Regions from separate parts of the Mus musculus genome. Here region 1 is linked to region 2. The links are chromatin contacts, called in public promoter capture Hi-C maps. All regions are on one chromosome and are shown on one strand. Each heading gives the region's core, a stretch centred on a gene start, on an enhancer-like site or on the middle of the called end of the contact. The rest is flanking DNA. Distances are from core to core; before and after follow the strand shown.

The links. Promoter capture Hi-C pulls out the DNA fragments that hold promoters and counts their contacts.
Region 1: a contact with region 2 is called in a promoter capture Hi-C map of liver, with 2.2 times the contacts expected there. The contact joins the enhancer-like site here to the promoter of Bbs10 in region 2. A contact is called at or near these places in 5 of 39 promoter capture datasets (erythroid cells, hippocampal neurons, liver and 1 more), 3 of 484 Hi-C or Micro-C datasets (cortical neurons, embryonic fibroblasts and liver), 1 of 115 datasets of contacts at active chromatin or transcription factors (CD8 T cells) and 2 of 9 other capture datasets (adipose tissue and pancreatic islet).

Annotation. Positions count from the first base shown.
Region 1 is chr10:111,134,980-111,141,437 of GRCm38.p6, forward strand. No RefSeq gene overlaps it. Among named protein-coding and RNA genes, the nearest start is that of Osbpl8, 27 kb to the right of the region's middle. Within about 2 kb of position 5,017, at least 11 of the 459 cell types and tissues checked have an H3K27ac peak or open chromatin away from gene starts, as enhancers often do. A contact at or near this core is called in liver, where this site is marked.
Region 2 is chr10:111,297,169-111,303,794 of GRCm38.p6, forward strand. It overlaps Bbs10 (Bardet-Biedl syndrome 10 (human)), which reads left to right and starts at 1,511. Exons shown (of 2, transcript NM_027914.1): 1 at 1,511-1,739; 2 at 2,045-4,568. The coding sequence starts at 1,555. The coding sequence ends at 4,001. It overlaps Osbpl8 (oxysterol binding protein-like 8), which reads left to right. Exons shown (of 24, transcript NM_175489.3): 24 at 1-79. Gm40760 (a long non-coding RNA gene) reads left to right here and starts at 6,268. Exons shown (of 3, transcript XR_872029.3): 1 at 6,268-6,626.

The DNA.
Region 1 (6,458 bases), core at 3,767-6,266, 160 kb before region 2:
GAAGCAGACCCACCAGATGGCTTAGCAGGTAAAGCACTTGCTACACAGGCCTGAAAACCTAAGTTAAATTCACAGAACCCAAGTAAAGGTGGAAAGATAGAATCAAGTCCACAGCGTTGTCCTCTGACCTCCACTCAAGCACCATGGCACACGTGTATTAACACATATAAATCACATGTGCATGCGCTCATGTGCGAGCACACACACATACACAGAGCAACAGCAGTAATAACTGTTGTCATGTGTCTTAACTGTAATCTGAGTTCAAATAGGAGGGTACAGAGAAAGGGCAAGGAGATGGAAGAGGGGGAAGAGAAAAAGGAGAAGGAGGAGGAGGAGGAAGAGGAGGAGGAGGAAGAGGAGGAGGAGGAGGAGGAGGAGGAGGAGGAGGAGGAGGAGGAGGAAAGGAAACATACTGGGCTGGAGCTATATAGCTCAGTGGTAAAGGGTAACCTAGCATGTGAGAGGCCAGGGTATTTAATCCATAACAACAACAACAAAATCATAAAAACAAAACAACAACAACAACAACAAAAACCAGAAGACCTTACTGCTTTAACTGATAAAGCTTTTTGAACAACATGAACTCAGTGCACAACTACAACCATAAAACAAAACAAAACAACAACAACAAAAAACCCAAAAAACTCTCCTGAAGAGCGAATGGGACTCGGGTGTGACGGTGCACGCCATTCAGGGAGCAGACACAGGAGGATTACTGTGAGTTCTAGCCTAGGCTACATGGCAAAAGCAAATTCCAGGCAAAAAGAGAAGAAGAGGAGGAGGGGAAAGAGGAAGAATAAAAGAAAAGCAAAAGAAAGAACAAATGGGGAGAGTCTCATCAGCTCCAACAGATGTCACAGGGATTTGTGAAGGGTCAGCTTGTTTCACAGCTGGTGTCAAGAGCGGAAAGAATGAGTTAGTGATGAACCTGCCTGTCTCCATCTTGGGCTTAAAGCCCAGTAGTGACTCTTACCTGCTGAGCCATTTCTCCAACTCCTACTTCAGAATTTAAATACTACTGGGTATATAAGTGAAATGCTTGCCTAGTGATGCATACATGGATGATTATCTAAATATTATGAAAAGATGTAAATATCTAGAAAAATTACATGCTACCATTCTCTGGCGACAATCTTTTCGAACTTTTCAGCCCTAATTTTTACTCAAAAGACCTTGATCTCCAAGGTGCATTCAACAAAAAAATCATTAACAGATACCGAGTACACATTATTTACAAAATACTGTTTCAAAAAAAAATGGGATATAGAAATTTTAAAAGCCAGGCATGGTGGCGCACGCCTTTAATCCCAGCACTCAGGGAGGCAGAGGCAGGCAGATTTCTGAGTTCGAGGCCAGCCTGGTCTACAAAGTGAGTTCCAGGACAGCCAGGGCTATACAGAGAAACCCTGTCTTGAAAAACCAAAAAAAAAAAAAAAAAAAAAAAAAAAAAAAAAAAAAAAAAATTTAAAATCCAGGCTGACGATGTGGTAGAATAGAAGACAGAGATGTCAAATGCTACATTTCAATCTCGTGTGTTAAGCATTGTGGTTTTGGTTTGGTTTTGGTTTGGTTTTTTTTTTTTTTTTTTTTTTTTTTCGATCTATTTGGTCTAAATGCTTCTTACACCTTGGGATAATGTGCTGGAATTACATATGCATTGGGATAACGTATGGGATGTTTATAAGGTCAAACAAAAACTCCAACAATGAGGGCTGGGGATAGATAGTCACCTACTATTCATAGTTCTAGGTTTAATTCCCAGCACCAGACAAAGGAAAATCAGGTAGGGAGGGAGCCAGGGAGGAAGGAAGAAATAAAAACTCTGTGTTGGCCTGATCTTTATTCTTCTAACACTGTGCCTGAACTTTCCACCTCCCCTTCCTCTCCTCTTCTTCTCTCTTGGTTCCCCCCTCCCTCCTTCCCACCCTTTCTCTTTGACAGATCTCTCTTTGTCTTTGATATGGAAGATGTTGAGTCATAGATCAGTTTATGTGGGGTAGATATTTTAACAGTATTAACTCTTCTAATCCATCAAAGTGGAATTTGTGCCCATTTGCTAGTGCCTTGTTTCATTTGTTAGTTCATTCATTCATTCATTCATTCTCTTTTTATTCTTCCTTCTCCTCGCCCTCCATTTCATTCATTCATTCACTTACTCACTCATTCATTATAACTTTATGCACTGCAGTGTACTGTGTAAAGATCAGACACCAACTTGGTGGAGTTAGGATTAGTTCCTGTTTTACATGGGTTCCAAGGCAGAGGTTGATGTTGTCAGGCTTCCATGGCAAGCATCTTTACCCACTGAGCCGTCTTAGCCGTTCATTGAACTTGAGCGTGTGTGTGGAGGAGGAGGTTGCTGCATAGTCCAGGATGATCTTGATCTTGCTTGTTGGCCTAGTTCACTGTGGGATTTTCATATGTAACCTCTAGCATATGGAGGTAATTTCCTTCTCCTGGATTGGGAGATTTTTATTTTGGAGTTTGTCAGGCAGGCTTTTTAGCTGCTCATTGGAACACTCCTGAGCTTTTGGTCCCGTGGTCTGCTGATGTGGGTTACCTCAGTGTCTGATTTTTCACATGCTGAAATTCGCATGTAAATCCAGCACTTGCTTATAATAATCATGTTCTTTTTCATGCACTGTTGGAGTCAGGTTGTGGGATTTTGTTGAGGACTTTTGTATCTCTTCCTCCACCCTCTTGAGTTCTGCGATGACAGGTGTCAGCATACATACTTTGAGAGTCTTTGTTTTACACTACACAGTAATGTTTTTTAATCAGCATATAACTATATATAATTGATTTCATCATGACATTTCACACATATATGCAAACTTTGATTACCACAAACACCCTCTCTTGGCTCCCTCCCACCAACTGATCCCTTGCCTCTTTCCCAGACAGCCCCTTTCTGCTTTCATGTCTTTTGATTTTATGGAGAGTAAACGAGTTTAGTTAAGATGAGCACGACAACTTAACAGTGGCCACACCACTGAAGAAAAAAAATCTCTACCTCTTCCTGCAACCCCTGTCTATGAATCCTCAAGGAGGGGCAGGGCCTTATAAGGCCTGCCCCTTTCCAGGGCAGACAGATAATAGGCCCAACCTTGTGCCAGTCTTTTGCAGGTAAATGCAGCTGCTGAGAGTTCAAGGAAGCAGCAGCCATGTCACGCCCGAAAGACATTCCACAGTGTCTTAGTCAGGATTTCTATTCCTGCACAAACATCATGACCAAGAAGCAAGTTGGGGAGGAAAGAGAGTTTATTTAGCTTACACTTCCATGTTGCTGTTCATCACCAAAGGAAGTCAGGACTGGAACTCAAGCAGGTCAGGAAGCAGGAGCTGATGCAGAAGCCATGGAGCGATGTTACTTACTGGCTTTCTTCCCCTGACTTGCTCAGCCTGCTCTCTTATAGAACCAAGACTACCAGCCCAGAGATGGTCCCACCCACAAGGGGCCTTTCCCCCTTGATCACTAATTGAGAAAATGCCTTACAGTTGGATCTCATGGAGGCAATTCCTCAACTGAAGCTCCTTTCTCTGTGATAACTCCAGCTGTGTCAAGTTGACACAAAACTAGCCAGTACACACAGTATTCCACCTTGGCTCTGAAATTCTCTCCACACCCTTTTCTTCAGGGTTTCCTAAGCCTTGGAGGGGCAATCCACACGTCCTGTTCGTCGCTGAGCACTGAGTAGCCGGGTTGTCAGCTCTGACTACTTACTTTCTCTTTGGGAACTGCTACCCAAAGAAGCTTCTCAAACCAAAGCTGAAAGCAGCATTGATCTCTGGGGTGTGTGTGTGTGTGAGTGTGTGTGTGTGTTTGTGTATGTGTGTGTTTGTGTTTGTGTGTGTGTGTGTGTGTATGTGTGTGTGTGTATGTGTGTGTTTGTGTGTGTATGTGTGTGTTTGTGTGTGTGTGTGTGTGTGAGTGTGTGTGTGTGTTTGTGTATGTGTGTGTTTGTGTGTGTGTATGTGTGTGTTTGTGTGTGTGCGTGTGTGTTTGTGTGTGTATGTGTGTATATGTGTGTATATGTGTGTATGTATGTGTATATATATATGTGTGTGTGTGTACTATATGTGTACATATGCGTATGCATGTATTCACTTATATGTATATATACATATATATGGCAATCTGATAGGTGCGTTATATTCACTAGCAAAACAATAGCAGTGCCTTCTCTTGCACCTTCTATCAAGAAAGGGTTTATGATCTCCCCAGCCTGGGAGTTTTTGACCAGGATTACAGTGGCAGCCATTAATCCCCTTCTGCAGAGCTGACCTCTAATCTAACCAAAAAGTGACTTATTACATCCCCAAACAACTGTGCCACTATTGTTCCAATGGGCATGTTTTCTTTGGCTGGTCAGTAGTGTGCCACACGGTACCCATGGCTGAGTGAGACACTGATGACAGTTAACAGCTTACACAGCACATTCTATGCACTATGAAAGCTCATCAGCTGGGAGGAAACTTCTAGCTCAATTCTAGCTTGCTTTTTTTTTTAAATGTCTTACCACCAAGGTGTATGGTGTCTTAAGCAATATGAAGCAGGTATCTAAGAAAAACCAACTTTGATTTTTACATTTGAGAGAGAAGTCTGGGTGAGGTGATATAATGAGCAAGTGGAAGGAGCAGGATTAGAACTAAGATATGTTTAACATCTTTCTGGGATCTTTACTCCTTTACAATCGAGCACGCCGGTCAATCAATCACGTGTTACCTAAATGTGCTGGCACATGGCTATAGCCACAGACCTCATCTGGAAGGCTGAGGCAGGAGTATGGAAAGTATGGACTGCCAGCACGGGCTACAGAGTGAGCACTACCTCAAAAAAGTATATTGATAAGCTCATAAGAGTAATTGAAAAAAATGTTTTAAAAGGTTTTCTTTGGATCCAAGAATACTAACTCCTAACAACTGCAGAGTTAGAACTTTAATCACTAAACCCAACAGAGACTTCTATGCATAAAATCAAAGTGCGGAGTCTCTGTCAAATATTAGCACTGGAAAAATAAAACATTAACTGGATATTTTCCCCTCCAAACAACAGTAAGTGTCCAAGGAGAAGTCTAAGCTCCACTTGAGGCTATTTTGCTACTTTTATCAATTTGACAGCTGTGCCTTTGGAATCGGTTCAAATTCTATCTGCAGCCAAACCATGTGAACAAAAGGCCCTGTACATATGTCTTCACCTCTCTAGTGGACTCTGTGTTTGTAGACTGCCTTATATAGACTAGAACACGAGTCTTTTCAATTGCCATCGTTCTTTTGTAACGCTTGCACTTTTTCTAAAATTAGATACGAGAATGAGGCAATGGTTTTTATAGTTTTATATTTGGTTAAGGTTAAAAAAAATAACATGCATTAATTATAGTTTATTCCCATGGAACTGACCTCCATGTACAGAAAAAAAATTGACATACATTGACATACCCCCCTCCCAGTAAGGGTCCAAGAAACAATAACAACAACAATAACAAAAAAACCACACACACACACACACACACACACAGAGGCTGGAGATGTACCTCAGTTGGCTAACATACGTGAGGCCCTGGGTTCTGTCCATAGCACTGCTTGGCTCAGATGTGGTAGCACATGCTTTTAAAGGCAGCAGTTGGGAGACAGAGGCGAGAGGATCAAAAGTTCATCCTAAGCCACTTGGAAAATTTGAGGCTACCCTGGGCTACAGGAGACCCTGTCCTAACAAACAGGTAACCATGGATCATCACCGTAATGAAGGCTCAGTAATTTCTTGATAGCATCCAATTCCTAAACAGTGTTAAAATTTTCCTGGTTATTTCCAGTGTCTTTGTCTGCCGTCCCTTTGTTGCTGTGGTACTGAGACAGTGTCTCATGTACCCTAGCCTCTTAAACTCACTGGGTGACAGAGGATGACCTCCAACTCTTGATCATCCTGACTCCACTGTTTGAGTGCTGGAGTTACAGGAGAACACAATCACGATTGTCCATCAATGTGTGTGTGTGTGTATGCATATGTGTGTGTGTGTATGTATGTATATATAATTTATTTATTTATTTACTTATTTATTTCTGAAATAGCATTTTAATCTGTAGTCCAAGCCAGTTTACAACTCACTGTGTAGCTCACGATGGCCTCAAACTCCAGGTGATCCTCCTGCTTCAATCTTCTAAGTGCTAGGACTAAGCAGTTTGGTTGAATTCAAATCTAATAAAACTCCATACATTGCATTTAGTTGACAGGTCTGATGAATCTACTCTAATCACAGCAATATACTTTTTCCCTGCCTCAAGTGCTGGGGTTACAGGTGTGCACCACTCCCCTGGTTTAGGGGTATTGGGGATTAAATACTTGCATGTATACGAGTACTTTACTAACAGATATGTTTTCAGCCCTATAGTATTTTCTGTCTTTTCTTTTTTTTTTTTTTTTTTTTTTTTTTTTCCAGGTAGGGTTTCAGGTAGCA
Region 2 (6,626 bases), core at 261-2,760:
AAAAGAATTTTTCTAATGATCTGTAAAATTATGTTAACTTCTACAAGTAGGTATTCTAAATAAACTTTTTTAAAAGAGCAATCTGTGATCCAGTGACTCTTGATATAATGTATTAATGCATAATGTACTAAATTAATCCTCTTATTTTTTATTGTGTGTGTGAAAAAGATGGGTACAGGCTTGACAGGAATTTTGACAATCTCTAATATATGTTTTACTTGATACTTTATATTCTTTTAAAATAAGTGGAGTTTATACATATTTTATACATTAAAGATGAGGCTCAGCATATCTAAATGACCCCAAAAACTACACAGTAAGAATAAAGGCGGTCTGTCTTTCTCAGGTAAAAGCCTCCTGAATCACGACTACACAGTGCACTTGATTGTACTGTTTAAATGTTTGAAATATCCCACTATTTCAGTCTAAAGATAATGTCCAGTGATGAATGCAACCAAGAAAAAACACTGAAGCAGTATCATTAGACACTGAAATGCTGTTCTCCTCCCGGTCGTTTACTACTGAGTTATTGAGGAAACCTCAGGAAGGCTTTACTCATGATTTTGTCTTCCTTTCACCTCATTCTAACTTGTCCCTCAGAATCCTCTTGCCCGTGTGGGGTAAGGACACTGCTGTCAGTGTTAAACGTCATTGAATATCTATCTACAAGATCACTTTCCTGCTAACATTGACAGCTTTGTTCTGCATTCATTTCTTGTGGGTATGACAGCCTGGGTAATGATCCACCATGAGAATTTTGTGAGTAAATGACAAATACTTGGCTGTACTTCGAGTTAGAAACAGTACAAAAACTAACTTATCCACCTCGGAACTTTAAAGGTTTTTTTGGTTTTGTTTGTTTTGTTTTGTTTTACCAACTTGTTTGTTTTAAATGAGGAAAGCAGAGACAGATGGTCTCTGGCTGAAAGAAGCCCTTTAGCTATGAATCCAGCGCTCGTGCGCTCCCTAAAGCCTTTGTGTTTTACTGGGTGAAACATTTCTGCTTTGGGATGGTATACAGTACAAATGACAAATACAATTGATCATCGATGTGAATAAAAGGCAAACATCTACTTCTGCTCAAGTGGTTTAACTAGGTGGGGTTTCGTCCATACCTGAACACACACAAGGTAGCACACCCCAGCGGAAGCCACGAGCCTAGAAATGGCTATGCCCAAGCTCTCTCCGCCTGCCCTGCATTCTAAAACCGTTTGCTTGAAGGCAAGGAGAGCAAACTACACGGCAGGGGCACTAGAGAAGTAAGCTCGAGATGGGGCGGTAATCACGCCCCCGAGCCCGAGCCCTTCCCTGCAGAGACCTAGCGGTTGCAGTGGCCAGGGAGGCCCGCGGGACGTGAACCAGGAAAGTAAGGACGTCCCAGGACCACTCGAGTCTCCGCCCACCGCTGGCGGGGCTCCACCCCACCGAGGGGCATAGAGCTCTTCCGCCAATCGATGCCAAAGCTACTGCTCTTCCGCCGTTTTCCCCGCCTCTTCCGTTTCCGCCCTTCTGCGGGCCTGACCTAACGGAAGCGTTACCCGTGGTTCCTTACCCATGGCGTCCCAGGGGTCGGTGACGGCGGCTTTGCGGGTGGCCGAGGTGCTGGAGAGCATCGCGAACCGCTGCGTGGGGCCCGAGGGCGGCCAAGTGTTGTGTACGAAGCCCACCGGCGAGGTGCTGCTTAGCAGGGATGGAGGCTGCCTCCTGGAGGCGCTGCACTTAGAGCATCCCTTAGCCAGGTACCTCACTTCTCCTGCCCTCCACTAGGCGCGCATCTCCCTCAATCTCCCATCCCATCCTGAGGCCGTGGACCTGGATAAAACCAGTGTAGACATCAGAGAGCTGCCCAAACTACTAGTCCCGAGCCCCAAACCTCATCACGTGCACAGAACACTTCTTACTCTTTCCCCATCCCTGAATGAAGTAGTTAAAGGAAAAGTAAAGCAAAGCCTATATGTCAAAAGGACAATCTGTGTGCCTTATAGCTATGAAAATGTGGATTTAACCCAGAAAATCTGAGTTATTTTTTTCCCTTCCTATACAGGATGATAGTGGCGTGTGTTTCCAGTCACCTTAAAAAGACAGGAGATGGTGCTAAGACATTTATTATTTTTCTTTGCCATTTACTCAGAGGACTTCATGCAATCGGAGAAAAAGGAAAAGATTCATTCACTTCTGAAAATATTCAGAGCCATGAAAGGCATTGGAAAAACTGTTGTCAGTGGAAATCTATTTCCCAGGCTCTGCAAACGTTTCAGACACAAACCCTAGGTTGTATTGTAGACCGGAGTTTAAGCAGGCACTACCTGTCTGTCTTTTCTTCATCCACTGAAGGAAGAAAACTGTGCAGGCACTCGCTAGAGTTGCTCCTGGAAGCATACTTTTGTGGAAGAGTGGGAAGAAACAATCACAGATTCATTTCACAGTTGATGTGTGACTACGTTTTCAAGTGTATGGCTTGTGAAAGTGGGGTTGAAGTATTTGAGTTGTTGGATCACTGTTTTGCAGAGTTGAATGTTGGCGTGACAGGCCTTCCTGTTTCAGATTCTAGAATCATAGATGGCCTTGTGCTTCCCAGGGACTTTTCTATGTACTGCCCAGCAGATGGTGACATTAGGATGGTGATAGTAACAGAAATCCTCCAGCCTCAGTTTTCATCGGCTGGCTCGGAGTTTGTTCTCAATTCAGAAACACAGTTTCAGGCATCTCAGTGCTGGATCACGGACAGGACAAAAACAGTAATGAACCACTTGCGTGGTCAGAATGTAAAACTGCTCCTGACCAGTGTGAAGCAACCAGACCTGGTTATTTACTGTGCAAGACTTAATAGCATATCAGTGGTGGAGTGTTTATCAGCCGAAGAAGTTTCCCTTGTCCAGAGGATCACTGGTCTTTCTCCTTGTGTCCTACCAGAGGTTGCTTCACAGTGTGAAATTTCTGATAGTACTTTGGTGAAGTTTTGCAAGCCCCTCATCCTTAGATCCAAGAGGTATGTTCATCTCGGCTTGATTAGCACATGTGCATTTATACCTCACTCTATGGTCCTCTGTGGACCGGTTCTGGGTCTTGTTGAACAGCATGAGAGAGCTTTTCACGGAGCATTTAAGATGCTTCGGCAGCTATTTACTGACCTTGATCTAAATTACATCATACAAACCAAACAGCAATGTAACCCAAGTCCTCTTGCTTATGACAATAGCAGAGAGCGTAATCACTCACCAGAAACTGATAAGTATCAGGACATAGTAGCAAAGAGCAAAAATAAATTGGAAACTCAAACACATTTAGAAGTATATTCAGGTTTGGGGGCTTCAGATACAGAATTGAGAGCAGGTAAGCCGTGGTCAGCACACAAGAAGACACCAATAGCTCCATCCCAAACAGATGAAATGCTGAAGTGCTTGCCTCCAGAAAGAAGCGGGATAATTGATAACTGTGACCTGTCAATTGAGAATCATTCCACTGGAAATCCTACAGCAGAAGACACTGGAACAGAAATTTCTTTCGAACACTTACAGGTCTCAGATAATGCCGGAAAGGGTTACACGCTGCCAGTGATGCGCAAGTCACTAGATACCTGTACTTGTCAGGGTTATTGTTCATCCACTGTGCCAGCAGGCTGTGTGCTGCCAGTGGGTGGAAGTTTTGAGATTTTGATGAGTTACTACCTTCTCAGCTATGCCAAACAATGCCGACAATCAGATGAAACTGTCATCAGTATGTTAATAGCTGATGCTCTTCTAGGCATCCCTAAAATCCTTTATAAGCCTAAGAAGGGAAAGGACAGTTTCCCACACATATACATGCGGTCTCTCCATGCACTGCAAGCCAGTCAACCCATGGTAAGTGGTCAATCAGGGTTCGAGTCAGTAGCTGGTAAGTACCAATTACTAACTTCAGTTCTTCAGTGTTTGATGAAAATATTAACCATTGATTTAATAATCAACATCAAGAGGCAACCTCAGAAAACTGCTGACCAAGAATCAGAAGACGAATTTTAACACTCAGTTTTCTGTTGCTCGAACTTTCAGTCTGGGGCCAGAGAAATGGCTCAGTGGGCAAAGGCATTTAATGGCAAACCTGACTGACTGCCTGCGGTCATCACCCAGGGTGGAAGGAGAGGGTGAAGTCCTGAGACATGTCCTTTGTTGTACACACATGTTCGCAGACAAACACTAAACGTTAGGAAAAAAATGTATTCAGCTCAAGCTAAATATTAAAACAGGCTTCTGGCTGACTGAAGTCAACCCAGTCCTTAAGTCCATTGAGTCCACCAGACCATTCAGACAACAGGTATCAGCTCTATGGAACAAAAACTGGCTAAATCTGTCTCCTTGTCTCTGGTCTGCGCTAGTCTGTCTAAGGGAGCTTGCCTCTATAGCTCCCTCTTCTGTACCTTTTCCCACTTTGTTTCCTTGAACTTTCTGTATGTCATAGAGTCGTGTAACCTCCCCACTTGAACGAGGTCTTCACATGCCATCTTACATTGTTTGTGAACATGAGTATAAAATGTTATCTCTTATGTAAAGCAGTAAATAAAAGTCAATTTTTCTTTGTAAGAAGCATGTAAGTTAATTGTCCTTGTGGTTGTCATTTGGTTTATTTCTAGTTATTGAAAACGGTTGGTTGGGGGCTGGGGAGATGGTTCAGCAAGTAGGACCATTTGCCACCCAAGCCAGGCAACCTGAATTGGAAAGAAAGAACCAATTCCACAAAGCTCCACACGTACACTGTGGCACTGCACATGCACATGCATGCACGTAAACAGTAAATAATTCCAAAATCTGCACCTTTGAATACCTGTTCAAAAATAGGACTATTCATTGTGAATTCACCTTTTATAATTAGAAGTTAATGCCAGAAAAGATGGGGAATTCGTTCCTTTCGTTTTCTCCTGGCTCCTAAGTCTTGTAAGGATTCTGTACAGTTGCTAGTTGTTCTTTGTTTCAGTGCTTGCCAGATTTCAGTAGCAACAAATAATTTGACAGTTATCTCTAGTGTAGATCACAAGTGCTTCCCTGTCACTTTATTGTGTGTGTAGTCATAAATAAGGACAGGGTCTTCTCCTTTTAGTAACTGTAACACCCAAAAGAATGTTTTGTTTACACCAGTGTTTAAATGTGCTTGTTAAGTAACAGTGTTATCTCAACCCATGTCCATGCTCCTAGGTTATTCATTCAATAAATAAATTCTTAACTGTGCAAATACTAGGCTGGACAGTGAGTCTGATATGCTCTTGTGCACTTTCTACAAAGTTAATAGGTAGGTTGATGACTTCTGACTGGATTTAGGAAAAGTAAAACAAAAACATCTTTATATTTGAAAGCCTTCTGACGAATAATGTTTGTAAATTGTAGTGGCCTGGGGTAGCTCTGGGAAAGGGGTCTGCTGCAGAGGCATGAGGATCCTGGGTCTGAATCTCCAATATCTACCCAGAAGCCAGGCTTCGGAGCATGCCTCTGACCCTGCCGCTGGGCATGGCGGTCAGGGTGGTGACAGGCAGATCTCTGGAGCGTGCCTGCCAGCCAGACTAGCCAACTGATTGCTCCAGGTTCAGTGAGACCTCACTCTTTCAAAGTAACTGGAGAGCAATAGAGGAAGTACAGCCAAAGTCAGCTCCCTCCCCCCTCCATATGTGCATTTGCAGTTGAATACCACACACACATACATACACACACATATGTACAAACGTGTATCATGCCCCACAGTATCTTCATACAGAACCCAGATCTTATGTTACATATAGCAGTGCCTTAAAAGTTTATGCCATATGATGCATTATTTCAATTTTGTTGAAATAGGGAAGATGATCTCAATTCATAGATGAATGAATCTACATTAAATCACTGTACGACTTCTCTGTTCATTTTTAATTGGCTGACAAGTTATTTTGCTTCATTTTCTATTTTATTGCTTCGAATATTCTTCAGCCTTGCAGTAGTCAGACTTCGGTAAACTGAGTTTGTCTTTGAAAGGTTGGCACCTGGTGTTCCAGTTGCGAAGTGACTTTACGGTAAGAGTATGCTCAGGGCATATTTGGTGAATAAATTAGCCACATGGTGCTCATACCAAACTTCATGGGGTAATAATTTTCTTAAAAATTTCCAAGGACAAAAAATCTCGGTAGGCCAGAAGGTGTAGAACAAAGCACTTATGTGTGACGGCATGTGCCTGTGACCCTAGCACTGGAAGGGTGGAGGCTAAAGGGTCAGGAGTTGAAGGCCAGTCTGGGCAAAGTGAGACCAACTGAGAAGGAGATCCGGCATGTGGGGGGCGGGAGGGGAAAACAGAACGATGTAGAACTGCTCTCTAAAATAATACTAAAATTAAAGTTTTATCCCTCATGGATATTGTTAAGTCAGTGATCGTTACAGAGTTAAAACTGGGGTGTTTACATCCTTGGCTTAAATAGGTTTTTTTTTCCCCTGTAGATTTTCAACATAGGATTTCTTTGTGTGACTGCTGTCCTGGAACTCACTCTGTAGACCAGGCTGGCCTTGAGTTCACAGAGATCTGCCTGCCTCTGCCTCCCGAGTGCTGGGATTAAAGTCAAACGCTATCACTTCCCAGCAACTATATAATTTTTTAGCTGTAATTAAATTTCACAAGGGATTTGAAGGGACCTG